2 separate regions of the Zea mays genome follow, and region 2 is linked to region 1. A link is a contact called in public Hi-C data. All regions are on one chromosome and are shown on one strand. Each heading gives the region's core, a stretch centred on a gene start, on an enhancer-like site or on the middle of the called end of the contact. The rest is flanking DNA. Distances are from core to core; before and after follow the strand shown.

Region 1 (6,489 bases), core at 3,569-6,068:
GTCTTGACTGGCAAAAAAAAATCCTATTTATATATTGTTGTCTTCACAACTTTGGTTTTTTGTTTTTTCTTTCTTCTTTTTTAATCAAGACCTTGCTCTATTTGAATGATCACCCTTTCATCCTTCTCTGAGCTTTGCTCTATATCCGACATTCTAGTAGCCATTTTTTAGCCCCTAAGTTCATGTCAACCTTTGAGTTAGGTGGAGTCTGTTAGTTGATCTTTGTTGTATGTTGGTTATCATCTATCTCCCCTCTGTCTTCGCACCATGTTGGACCCTTTAAGGGTTGCTGGGATCTATAGTAAATATATTCAAATGAAGCCTCTTAGCTCCTCCGATGTTTACATAAAAAATACCATATGGGCCAAAGAGCCAATTAATTGTTACTCCAAAATAACGTCATCCTCGCCATTTTTTGGTAGTTTTATAGATTTTTTGAATGTTTTTGTCTCGTTTTCCAAGATCTAAATATATTTTCCTAAATATTCTAGATATATTATCACAAACTCTAAATATTTTACTTGGATTCTTCATAACCTTATTTATATGGTTCCTTTGAATTTTTTATGAGGGTAGAGACACCTTGAATGGTTTAAAAACATTGTCATATATTTACCAATTTTCCATAAAAAAAGAGAAAGTTGTCTTCAAAACTACAACATGGTGGTAATTTAAATGGGTTAAGGCTTTAGAGAGTTTGAGGAGAAAAATCACAGTATCATTATTTCTAGGAACTAAAATAATTTTGTGAACACGTGATTGAGATGTGGTCATGTGTGTTATTTTGGTAAGTGATTGTCAAGGTGATTATTAAGTTTGGGTTCATTGCTGAGACTAACCATGGTGTGAGTATGGTGTTATGCAATATATATTTTGACTTAATGATGGGTGCAGGGGTTGAGCCGATTGACTATATTGGATAAGATCAAACGAGTTTATGCCAGTGAACCAGGGTTGGTGAATGATAGTTGGGGAGGCTTGTACTAAGGTACTCGTGAGGGTTATGGATGAATAACACTTGGCAACATCGACGAACAAGTGTATATGAGAAGATGACATAGACCGTGTTGACCAAATCAAGATGGTGCTTGATCATGTCGAATAGTGCATGAGGACTTGGTGATTAGATAATTGAGAATGGTTTGAGGATTGTGACACATGTCGAGATCATGGAGTAGTAGCGAATACGCTTCTCCAACTAGGTTTTGTGGTTTGGAACCCAAAATCATCGATATACGGCTTTGTTGGGTTTGGGTCTCAAAACCCGGATGGTGTTAGGCAGCAGGTGACATCATTGGCAATCTTGCATCAAGGCAAAACATTATCCTGAAAAGCTTGTACCTATCGGATGCATGAATCTTTACTTAGAGTCTTGTATTGAGAGAAAGAGTTGTGGTTGAGAGTGTCTGTACTTTTCTCTATGTCATTGTGTTATTTTATGGTGAAGGGCCTCACCTTTTTCAAGTTGACCTTATGGTAACAAATAAATCTCTCTTTTGAACCTTTGTGGCAAGATCTTGTAGTTTAAATCGATATATATTTTCTCCTCCGACTCTTCCTCTATTGCGATTTTGATAAATTACATATATGTTATTTAACCATGATTTGCTAGAATCTATAAGAAATATTCTTACTAAACTGTCTAGGTGCATTTCTCACTAGCACTTATATTTTTAGGGTAGTTTGAAAACTTAGGCTAGCCGCAGTCGAGAACGCCAAGGCATACGCTATACGGTTCCAGTTGCGAAATGGGCTGCAGCGGCAACTCGATATGTTACGCTATCTTCGAGTAGGACAACTGAAACGCCAAATCTGGAGTTCCTTCTCTCCTACTGCAGCAGCAGGCTTCCACGCTATACGGCAGCAGCAGTAGGCGTCTGCGCAAAGGAGAGAGGTAAAAATAAATAATAAAAAAGTGTGGGAAAAAATGATAGAATATGGGGTAGTTGGTATAGGGTAGATATTTAAGGTCAATATGAACGCGGAGTATTATAGGATAGAGTAGAGAATCTCGCTGATCAGGATGAAATATTCCTTTTAGAGTAGAAATTTAGGGTTCCGCGAGTGCGGATAGCCTTAAACGCCCTCTGAGATTTTTTGGAGATTGAGAAAAAATTAGTTCAACTTTCTCCTCAATCCTCGAGAATATCGGATGGATTTAAGTTTTTAAACTAACCTTTACTCGGAGAAAAAATAGTTTGTTTTCCTGAGATGAACTACAGTAGTCGGCCCACAACTGGGCGTCGGCGATGGTCGTCAACGCGGAAGAAAAACGGCCTATACTGGATTGGATTGTCAATTGTGGCCCGTGTCCTCAGCTCGAGCCCCTCCACTCCACATGCGTGGCCCACATCAGCCAGGTCGCATCGAGTGCCACACTGCCACCTTGCACTCGGTCGGGCGTCCGGTTGCTCTCTCTAGTCTCTAGTTTCTCGGCCCACGGCCCACGGGGCAGGATCGATCCGGCCGGAGTGCCGGACCGAGGCGGGGGCAGTGGTAGCTGTAGCCCTGTAGCTGCCATGTCGCGCTCCCGGCGCTGCAGAGAAAGGGACGCTGAAGCCGAAGCAGACCTGAACGGCTGAACCTGAACGGGAGGACGGATGAGAGGAGGAAGAAGAATCCTCTCTGCTCTGCTCTGCTCTGCTCTGTTCTGGTTTTCTCGTCTGCGTCCGTGCTTCAGAAATCAAATACATTTGCCTGTCCGTCCAGGACCCGAAGGGATCCACGGCGTGTTCATTCCAGGAGCAAGACTGACGCAAAGCGGCGACAATGACGATGACCCGAAACAACGAAAGAAGAACACAAGTTACATGCCCGTTCACGGACCGACCATTCATGGTCCGGGTCTCCAACTCGCGGCAACGATCGATCGATCATCTTCCTTCCGAGACCGACCGATGTCATATCATGCACACAATCGCCATACTTACATAGATAGATAGATGCCATATACATCACCACAAAATCAAAATCGTCAGTAGCTTTATTGCGGGAGCTGGATCACGTACGGGCGGCAAGCGAAGCGACAGCGCCATGGCCCCCACCTCCTCGATCGATGCCGGCTCGGCGTCACGCCTCGCCGTCGTCGAAGTTCTGCTTGTAGCTGACGGAGTCGTACCCGAAGTCCTGCGGCGCGGGGGCCTTGAGCGGGCGGCCGTCGCGCCCCAGCAGGCGGCGCGCCCCGGCGCGGAGCCTGAAGAGGGTGTGCCGCCACCCGCCGGCGCACCGGCACCCGCCCAGGCCTAGCGGCCGCGCCTCGTCGTCGTCGTCGTCGTCGTCGTCGCCGCCGCCGAGCTCCAGCGCGCGGGTCGCGAACGGTGCCGTGACCCACCCGAGCCCCCACTCCCACCACCGCCGCAGCGCGCCCGCCGCCGCCAGCGCCTTGACGGAGGGCATCGACCGCGCGCGCCGGAACGCCGCCACGGAGGACGACGGCCTCACGCGCGCCGAGAAGGAGGAGATGCGCCGCCGCAGCTCGATCCCGGTCCCTGCCGTGGTCACCGGCAGCTGCTCCTCGCTCCCCCGCGGCTTGATCGTCTCCAGGATCGCGTCGGTCGCCATTGCTCCTCGACTTTGGCGACCACCGACCCGGCCGGGGGATCGAACGGGCTGTGGGAGACACTAGTGGATGGGAGAGGGGGAGAGATCTTGGACGCGGAGGCTGGACCGGTTGGTAGGCGCGAAACTGACAAACTCCTGGCTCCTCAGCTCATCACTGCTTGGGGGACTGAAGAAGAGCTGGAGCAGCTGTATTCCGATTCCGACCAAGACCAATACACGCGTAGCGGGTAGAAAACCCAAAGAAAAGAGACGATGGCAAGACGAACAAGCGAGCTCCAGTCTCGCATGTCGCATTGCTTGCCATGATGTCTGCAAGCGGGGCGGCACGGCGTGTCGGCGCCTGACGCGGAATACCGAGGAGAGGGGCCGGCGGGCCGTTGTTTGTCCCGTGCCGGTGCGTGCTCAGCCAGACGTGCCGCCCACGCGCGCGGTCCATGTGATGTGCCCATCGCCCCATCCACTCTTCTCCAGTCTGATCTGGATTATTGTGCGTTGTGTTTTGGACAGCTTGCTAGCCGTATACACATAAATACGTACATATGTATACCGTATACTGTATATACATCTAGGTGCGGAGATACTCAAGGCAGTTTCCATTCGCATGGCAGCAAGGTTTTTTTGTTTTTTGCACCCGAACAAGCACGGCCTGAATACTTTCATTGTCGACCGAAGAAAGTAAATGCCAACAATCCAGATGAACAAGAAAAAAAAAGAAAAGAAAGCAAATCCCGAGTGACGCATCCACGACCACGATCCATCCATTTCCAGCGCAGCAACAGTTACCAGTTACCTAGCGGACGGACGGAGCTGGGAACGGCATCACAGGCGGGCGGTGTCCACGGCCGCGCCGCCGATGTTGGCGCCGGGGAAGAACGCGCCGCCGGGGCCGGCCCAGGACACGCCCTCCTCGGCCTTCCACGCACCGTCATCGAAGTTGCGCGCGTAGCTGGCGGAGTCGTACCCCAGCACCCCGGCTCCGGCTCCGGCCCCGGCCCCGCCGCCCGCCGTGGCACTCCTCCTGCCGCTGCCGCCCTTCCTTTCCGCCGCCGTGCCGCCTCTTCCGCAGAGCCCCGCCCACGCCAGCTTCCGCGCGCGGCCTGCGCCGCCGCACCAGTACCGCCGCCTCGCCGCGCAGCTCAGCCGCACGGCCGCCCACCGCAGCAGCACCCACGCCCGCGCCCGCACGCCGCCGCCCCGCGGACGCTGGCTCTGGCTCCCCTGCGAGAGCAGCCGCTGGTACGTTACACCCATCAATCACGAGACGCCGCGCCGTACTGCAGTCCGCAGTCGTTTTTGGCGCCACCTCGTAACGTATCGAGGTAATACGGTGGGTGGGTGGGCGGACGAGCGTTGGCGGTGTGGCTCTTTTGCTTGCGCGCGTGCAGTACTGCAGTGCGGGCTGGGTAGTTTTTGACTTTTGAGGGGGGTTTCCGCGTCGTTGGGTAGTGGACCGCGCACCGCACGACGGTTTGGGCCGGGCGGGTGCGGGATGGGCCCTGAGATGCACGTCCGTCCTGCTATCGACAGATGCACAGCGGGGGTGCTCAGGGCCCACACCACCACCACCACCACCGAATATCATTTCTCCCTGACCCACTTCTATTTTTTTTCATCTCTTAAATATATCTTGTTCTTAATTTGAAGCCCTAGTTGGACGTACACAAGTGTTGGTCTCGTTCGCCAGGATGACACTTTGCTTATATTGGAAGCGCTGTCAGGAAACAGGATTTCATTCGTAATCCTGCAACTCATAGAGCGGGCAGCGACTAGGGGTGTGTTTGTCCTCATGGCCCAGCAGCCTGGCTGCGCTCCCGGGCTGCAGCTCCCGTGTTTGCGTCGTCTGGCTTACTCGGGAGCCTGGCTGTCTGCGTGCAAGTTTAGTCTCTCAACCTGTCTCCATAGAAACGAGATCAAGGTCCGTTTCTTGGGAGCCTGACTATTCATGGCGCAAGGATTCCGCGTTTAGATAGTTTTAGTCTTCTAGCCCGGTTAGATACTGAGTGACAAGAGCCAGACTCATATGATATAAGTGCGCAAATAAAATTAGTTATAGTAGTCGGGACATGCTAAGTCCAGCCTAGACGAGTTAAATGGGTCGAGCTGGCAAAAAACAGAGTCACAAACATACCCGAGAGGACCACTGCCAGCGCACTCCCGATGGCACTGGCACTGGCACTGGCATGGCCTGCAACACGATCGAATCTGGATCGGTTAGCAAGCCTTTTCCATGCCGTCTTCTCCATCAGGGACAGTGACGAACAGTGGCCGCCGCTCCCCAGGTCCAGGTGGCCGGTGGGACCGCATGAGCACCGACGTGGCAAACATGGCGTCGATGGAGTAGGCCGCGTGACCAGTCCCTTCAGATCGGTTGACAAACCTGCTCGGGTCACAGTCTCACAGAGACCGGCATTCTGGTTCTGCAAACTCCAAAACGGTGCCATATGGCTGCGTCAGTTTGCGCAAAGACGGTGTCGTTTAGTAACCCTTTCAGACCATCGCCTTCCGTCGTCGCAGTGGTGGTTAGAAATTTAGTCATTTTCGATTTTAATTTAATACGAAAAACAATGCGATATATGCATAGGTGTATATAACTACTCGTATGAACAAGTATGTAAGAAAAAAACATAGTGTAAGGCTTATCAATGATATAGCTGAGGGTGAGTATTTAGCTTTTAATTTTGGTGGCTAAAATTTTATTAGCAATTACTAAGAGCATCTCCAACAACGTGTCATATAAAATGCCCTATAATTTAAAACTGAGTGTATTTTATAGAATTTAGAGCACCAACAAATATCCCGCTCCAACAGTAAAGCATCAAATATAGGTTATAGGGCAGCACACTACGGTGTAGTATATTTGATGTACTTGAGAGGACGCCCTATAACTTTTTGACCAAATTTTATGAAATGAAGCACTCTTGGAGTAGT
Region 2 (6,895 bases), core at 4,356-6,855, 390 kb after region 1:
CTTCTCTGTTGAGCTTCTTTAACATCTTGGTGGTCTTCCTCACCATCAAGGCAATGTTAGCATCAAGGTCATCATCACTTGAGTATTCTTCCTCAATTTGTACTTTAGCTTTTCCTTTTCTTTCTTGATTTGCTTTGAGAGCCAAATCCTTTCTCTTGGAAGATGTCTCATCCTTGTCATTGATGTGCATGTACATCTCATGAGCATTGATCTTTCCCAATATCTGTGTAGGTGTGGTAACTGAAAGATCCATCTGATGCAGCACCGTGACAATGTGTCCATATTTGTCAATTGGGAGGACACTGAGAATCTTCCTCACAACATGCGGTTGTGAAATTTGTGTAAGCCCCAAGCCATTTACTTCCTCTACAAGAATATTGAGACGTGAGTACATAGCACTGGCATTTTCATTAGCAAGCATTTCAAAAGAATTTTACTTTCTCATAGCAATGTGATATCTCTCCTCACACTCACTCCTAGTTCCTTCATGTAGAGCACATATGTCCATCCACAAATCATGAGCATTTTTATGATTTCTAACTCTATTAAACACAACCTTGCAAAGGCCTCTAAAAAGGGTGTTTTTGGCCTTAGCATTCCATTTCTCATAATTAAACTCTTCACCTACAAGATTTGTGGGATCTCTAGGTTCGGGGAATCCTTGTGTGGTGGCTTTGTAGACACCAATGTCTATAGCCTCTAAGTATGCTTCCATACGAATTTTCCAATATGGAAAATCGTCACCATAAAAAACGAGAGGAGGTCCATCCCCACCGGACATCGTTACTCTAGCAGTTAAGCTAATCTAAGAGCAACAAGGCTCCGATACTAATTGAAAGGATCACGATGCCCAAGAGGGGGGTGAATTGGGCTTTTCTAAAAATCAACACTAATTAAAACCTAAGCAAGAGCCCAACTTCACCCCAACAACTAGCACTAAGAGAATAATACTAGAAATACAACAATACTAAGACAATACTTCAAATACTTGCTAAACAAATACACAATGTAAAATGCTTGAATTAAGTGCGGAATGTAAAGCAAGGTTTAGAAGACTCCTCCAATTTTTCCCGAGGTATCGAAGAGTCGGCACTCTCCACTAGTCCTCGTTGGAGCACCCGCGCAAGGGTATCGCTCCCCCTTGGTCCTCGTAAGAACCAAGTGCTCACTACGAGATGATCATTTGCCACTCCGACGCGATGGATCCCTCACGACCGCTTACAAACTTGAGTCGGGTCACCAACAAGATCTCCACGGTGATCACCGAGCTCCCAACGCCACCAAGCCGTCTAGGTGATGCCGATCACCAAGAGTAACAAGTCGTAGACTTTGACTTGACCAAGAGAAGCCTAATGCATGCGGTGTGTGTGTGCTCTAGGTGGCTCTTGCTAGCGCTAATGAGGTCCAAATGCAGGATTAAGATTCTCTAATCACCTCACTAGGCTTTTGGTGCATGCAATGCTCTACCAATGTGCAGGAATAAATGTGGGCAGCAAGACATTGAATATGGTGGGTGGAGGGGGTATAAATAGCCCTCACCCACCAACTAGCCGTTACCAGCAATGTTCTGCGCATGGGCGCACCGGACAGTCCGGTGCGCCAACGGTCGACTCCAATGGCTAGTTCTGACAGCTAGCCGTTGGACAGATGGCACACCGGACAGTCCGGTGCACTGTCCGGTGCGCTGTCCGGTGCGCTACTATAATTCAACTTGTGAACCTTGCGCTCTCGGGTTTCTGTGCGGGGAAACCCTTCCCCAGGCCAGCCTGGGCCCACCTGACAGAGGGCGCACCGGACAGTCCGATGCCCCAAAGTCAGAAACCCTGAATTCTATTTTCTACTGTTTTTTAATCGATTTTCGTTCTAACTTGTGAGAATGTTCTAGAGTGTCACCTAGCACTATATGTGAGTGTGAATATGCACCAACACTACACTAGAACTCTCTTGGTCAAACTACTCATCGACAACCCCTCTTTATAGTACGACGAAAACAAAATAAAAGACCTAACTAAATCACGAGTGTCCGCAACTCCTTGACACTCGGACTATATAGACCTTCACTTTTTGTTTCGTCGCTTTAGCCATCACTTCGAGTTCTCATTGCCGGGATTGTTTTCACTGTTGTAGTACTTCTACCTGTAATGCGACCTAACTTACCATTTGTTTCTGCAAAACACATGTTAGTCACATATAACATTACGTTGTCATTAATCACTAAAACCAACCAGGGGCCTAGATGCTTTCAGTATCCTTCAGCAGGACATGAATCACCTTTATGTTGTTATTCAGACTACTCTTTTCGTGGTACTGGTAGTATTTGAAGTCATGAGGTACACACATGGATTGACTGATCTTCATGGTTTAGGATGTTGGATAATTAATCAGGTGTTTTGTTGTTTGTGTTGGTCTTGCCTTGGTTTCTTGTACGGGACACAAATTTATAATGTTGTCTTGTACAATGTGTTTACATTTATATCTTCTTTCATTTATGCAGTAGGATATTTCTCTAGATCATCTGCTATCTTTGTTGCCAAATTCATACTGCACAATGAGCTCATTTAGGAATTTGTTCTGGTGGGCTGTCTTTTTATATTTATTATGCTAATTGTTGGACTGGGTTGTGTTCAATTGATCTCTGTAGGAGATTTTATACCCTTGGAGAAATTGAAATACTTAGATCTCAATACTTTGTTTTTGAGATCATGAATGATGATATGTTTTATTGGTACATGCAAACATGTCGTAGATGGTGTTCATGACCAGAACTTAGACCAAACTGGGAGAAAATTAAAAAATATCTTTTACAGATCCTTTAAACCGATATTTTTAGCATTCTAGCAACGATGTGCATCTGTCCTTCCATTTTGTATTTTGGGATAAAATCTGAATTAAACAAATACTTTCAGTCATATCATGTACTTGTAAGATTTAAGGTGTTGCCCCTTCCTAGCGTCATCAGGAAGGAGCGCCTTATGGGCACCAATGAATTGAGTTTGGATTGTTGTCTGTGTAGAAAACGGTAATATTTAGAGTTTTTTGTGGCACATGGATTTTATTTATTGTAATAAAAACAACTCAATTCTCATAGTAACAACTCAATTCTAAGTCACATCTGGGAACCTGGTATGTGGTAGCCTGGTAGGAGATACAATGTTGCTGATTGTTCATGTGTGTGTGACTGTGTGAGGCCCTGTTTCCACTGGCCTATGTGTAGTCAGATGGGAACTTGTTATCATGCTACAAAACCTGTAGAGTAATCTTGTTGTTTCTTAATGCCAACAAGCACAAACAGTTAGCCTAGGTTTTAAACTTTATTGCCCTTCGGTGCGTCCAGTGTGCCACCATGCAGGTGTGCAACTTTGCGCTGCTGCCGCCTTCTCTACTCAAAACCCCATTCCAACTGATATGGTTTTGTTACTCGATTGTGCTTTGGTCCCAGGTGAAGCGTCAGAAGAAGAGCTTTTACAATAAACCCTAAACCCTTACAATGTTGATTTTGATGGAGATGAAATGAATTTGCATGTCCCTCGGACGGAGGAAGCTCGCACTGAAGCGCTTATACTCATAGGGGTAGCATTTGCTTTCCTTCTTTCTTAAGTTGATCAAATTTACTTTTATGTACTAGCACCTTAGCACAACTTTGATATCTGATATTTTTTATTTTTATTGCTTTTCAGGTTCAGAATAATTTATGTACTCCTAAGAATGGTGAGATACTGGTTGCTTCCACGCAAGACTTCTTGACCTCATCTTTCCTATATATGTTTTCGAATTAGATTAGGATGGAAATTCACATTTGTTTTCATATTTTCTGTTAGCAAGCACAACCATTGTGTCATTATTTTGCATGCACTCAGCCTCTCACCATAGCTATGAGAATGAAATTCAACTTTTGGATATACCAAAATGTTTATAGAATCAATTTAATTAGATATGTCAAGATGACAACACATATTTCCTTCAGCTACTATGGATTTTTCATTGATAAAATACATGCTTGATGGCTGCTTGTCTAAAATTTATTTGTTTAATATTCTTTGTTTGTAAGCCCAAAAATTTGTAAAACCATGAAATAATTCCAATGAAAGATCGGTAATTTTTTTCTCTGCTGCTACAGTTTCCTCTGGTTCCTCTTGACGCAGGACCAAAAACTGGTACTGAGAATGAAATGCATATTCTGGTGGCGTTGGCGTCTTTGTTGGCGATGGCATCAAACAACCCAGTGAGACCAAACTTGCCCTTGCTGAGCACCAGGGCGAGAACATGGCCTCGACAGTGAAGAAGCTAGCTCAACACGCCTGAGCCAGCTGCCCCTGTGTAGTAAAAAGTCACACGGTAATCTTCTTCTAGCCCTAAGCATTTCACATGTTTCTGGATACATCATGCCTGTTGTATATGTACACAGTTTGCCTTATTGTTTGTCAAAGTAGCAACACCTATGTTTAGGTTCTTTTGTACATGTTTGACAAAAAACATATTGTTGTTGATTTGAACATTAGCAAATAACTGAAAGATGCCTGTGAAGAATATATAGTTGTTACAACACTCAACTTCTTGTATTTTGTATATAAATGAGCAACCTATGTTACATCAATTATTGCGTGTTAGTTCTAAATATCACATTCCACTAATATGCATTGTCTTCTTTTAATTTTAGTGTTTCATAAGCAACCTATTTTGTGTTATTTACTAAATATGAGTATAGTTTTGATTCTTAATCATGATTTGACACCTGTGTATTATAGGGAAAAAAACTGAGTTTGGAAGACATGATTATTTCTATGGTGTTTGCATTTTTAGATTACTGAAATTTATAGAAACATTGAAGTGTCAAGTTATTTCTGTGTGTGCTTTCTCGTCCTCTGGCGGTAGAGTATAGTGTTTGGTTATTGGCTTATCATTTATCACCTTGCCGAGAGGGAAGTTTATATGAACTTCAATTTTATAGCTTCTGGCGGACTTGCTCAGGTTCGTTGACCGCTTATCCTTACTTTCAGGCGCCTGAACCTAACGTAGAAGAGGAACATGTCAAGCTATTCAAGCAGATAGAGTTCTACTTTAGGTCGACACATTGACCTACTTCTCTCTACTAAATCCTTCAATTGGTTAAGGTTGTTCTTTCGTTGATCATCATCCTTTTTATCCACAGCTAGGAGAACCTATGCTCAAATGTGTACTAGAAAAGTGCTAGCTGTGCTCATACGCTTGCTTGACAATCATGTGTTGTTAACTGCTTTATATAGTGTTACTAATTATTGTCCTTTATTCTCTGATGCTTCTTCTGTAGTTGAGGCTTACATTGTTTTCTGATTTCCATCTCGATTTTGTATGTTATGTTGAAAGATCATATGCTTTTTGTAATTTTTGAAAAAATCTACCTTCTTGTTTTTGTGATTGTGTGCCGTTGAAACACACGAGCACATAACTAGTTATTAATTAATGTATGAATGCGGTAGAAAGGTAAAACGAATTTTAATTTGAGACGAAAGCATGTCGCGTGTACGCATGTCGCGTGTACCTAGCGATGGAGGGCCGGAACCCGCGCCATACCTTAGCCCGGCCCACTAGATCACAGAACAGTAAATCCTAAATCCTAGGTCGTCACCACCGATCTTATGCTTCCATCTCTGAGGCTGCCGCCAGCCACCGGCCAGCGTCGTTCGCTTTGTAGCAGTCCAGCTCTGCGCCCGGCGCCGCAGCCCCGCATCGCGCACAGGCACAACTTCTACGGTCCTGCCGCTGATCGCCGCACGTGGCCGCGCCGCCGCCTCCCTCACCCGAGCTCGACCGCGCTTCTCCAGCTCGCCGCCTCGACGGTCGCTGCCTCGACACCTCCCCCGCGTGGGCATCAGCCGGGAGCAGAGAGCCCTGGTCCCTGGAGGCGCGTCGCGTTACGGCGGGGGCGCGGCCTCCCCAGCCCCCCTTGGTGATCGGTCCTCCCCCGGCAGACTCGCCTCCTCGGTCTTGCGCTCCTGCGCGGCTGCGCGCCCAGCGCCGTGCCCGGTGGCGGCGGCGACCGGCGACGGTCAGCCCCCGACAGTCAGGACTTCCGACTCCGGACCTCCCCCTCAGCCCCCTCTGTCCGTTCCAGTCCCAGCTCGAGCTTGAAGGTTGAAACAACAAGCAAGGTGAGCACACAGCGGCCAGATCCACTCTTGAGATTAAGAGACAGTGGCACTATACTTTGCTTATTAGTATTGCTTGGACATTTTTTGCATATGGAATACCGTGCCATGAAATGGCAAATCCCGTTCCGTCATGTTCTCTACGCTACACTTGTCCCGTCCATTTTCATAATCACAATAAAAAACATGAAAACAAAATGATGTGTTTCCTTTTTTGTTTTTTGTGATGATCTATTTCCCGTATGCTCATATCGTTTTTATGAAATTAGGGACGTGTAGAAGTAATGTTTGAACATTAAATTTTATGGCAACTGTTAAATCAAGTATCTGGAGATCCCTCCTGAAAGGGCCTCAAAAAACTCATGAGGCTCTTTAATAAGGCTCGTAATATGCCGTCATATTAGGATGTGAAGGCATATTAAGTCATATTGTAATCTTAGCTGGCCACACTTAAAATTGAAGAATTTGTTGCTTTGTGAATTCGGTTGTAAGATGTGCATCTGCAGCCTAGAGTGTGAGATTCCATCACCTAGAGATGGACAACTGATGAGCAGTGTTCCACTTGGTTGGCATACAAGGCGCAATTCAAGGCTCCTCCTACACTAGGCACAAACCAAACTTAATTTGGCAAACATATGCAGAAAACGAATACAAGCTCTTCACTTTGATTTTAGTGCAACATAAAACCCTAAGCGCAGATAATTTGGCGTTGTCGGTTGGCCAACCCATGATGTATGTGTGCTAAGTATTGTATTTGGGCCCTCAAGACT

Evidence for each region. Hi-C and Micro-C count contacts between places; a contact is called where the count stands out from the background.
Region 2: a Hi-C map of ear shows a contact between it and region 1, with 5 times the contacts expected there. The contact joins the promoter of LOC100193289 here to the promoter of LOC100279120 in region 1. A contact is called at or near these places in 2 of 25 Hi-C or Micro-C datasets (ear and endosperm).

What each region holds. Positions count from the first base shown.
Region 1 is chr1:193,151,286-193,157,774 of Zm-B73-REFERENCE-NAM-5.0, forward strand. LOC100279120 reads right to left here and starts at 4,819. Exons shown (of 1, transcript NM_001152161.1): 1 at 4,183-4,819. The coding sequence starts at 4,812. The coding sequence ends at 4,381. It overlaps LOC103642122, which reads right to left and starts at 4,150. Exons shown (of 1, transcript XM_008665438.4): 1 at 2,752-4,150. The coding sequence starts at 3,561. The coding sequence ends at 3,070.
Region 2 is chr1:193,539,485-193,546,379 of Zm-B73-REFERENCE-NAM-5.0, forward strand. It overlaps LOC100193289, which reads left to right and starts at 5,606. Exons shown (of 10, transcript NM_001138431.2): 1 at 5,606-6,128.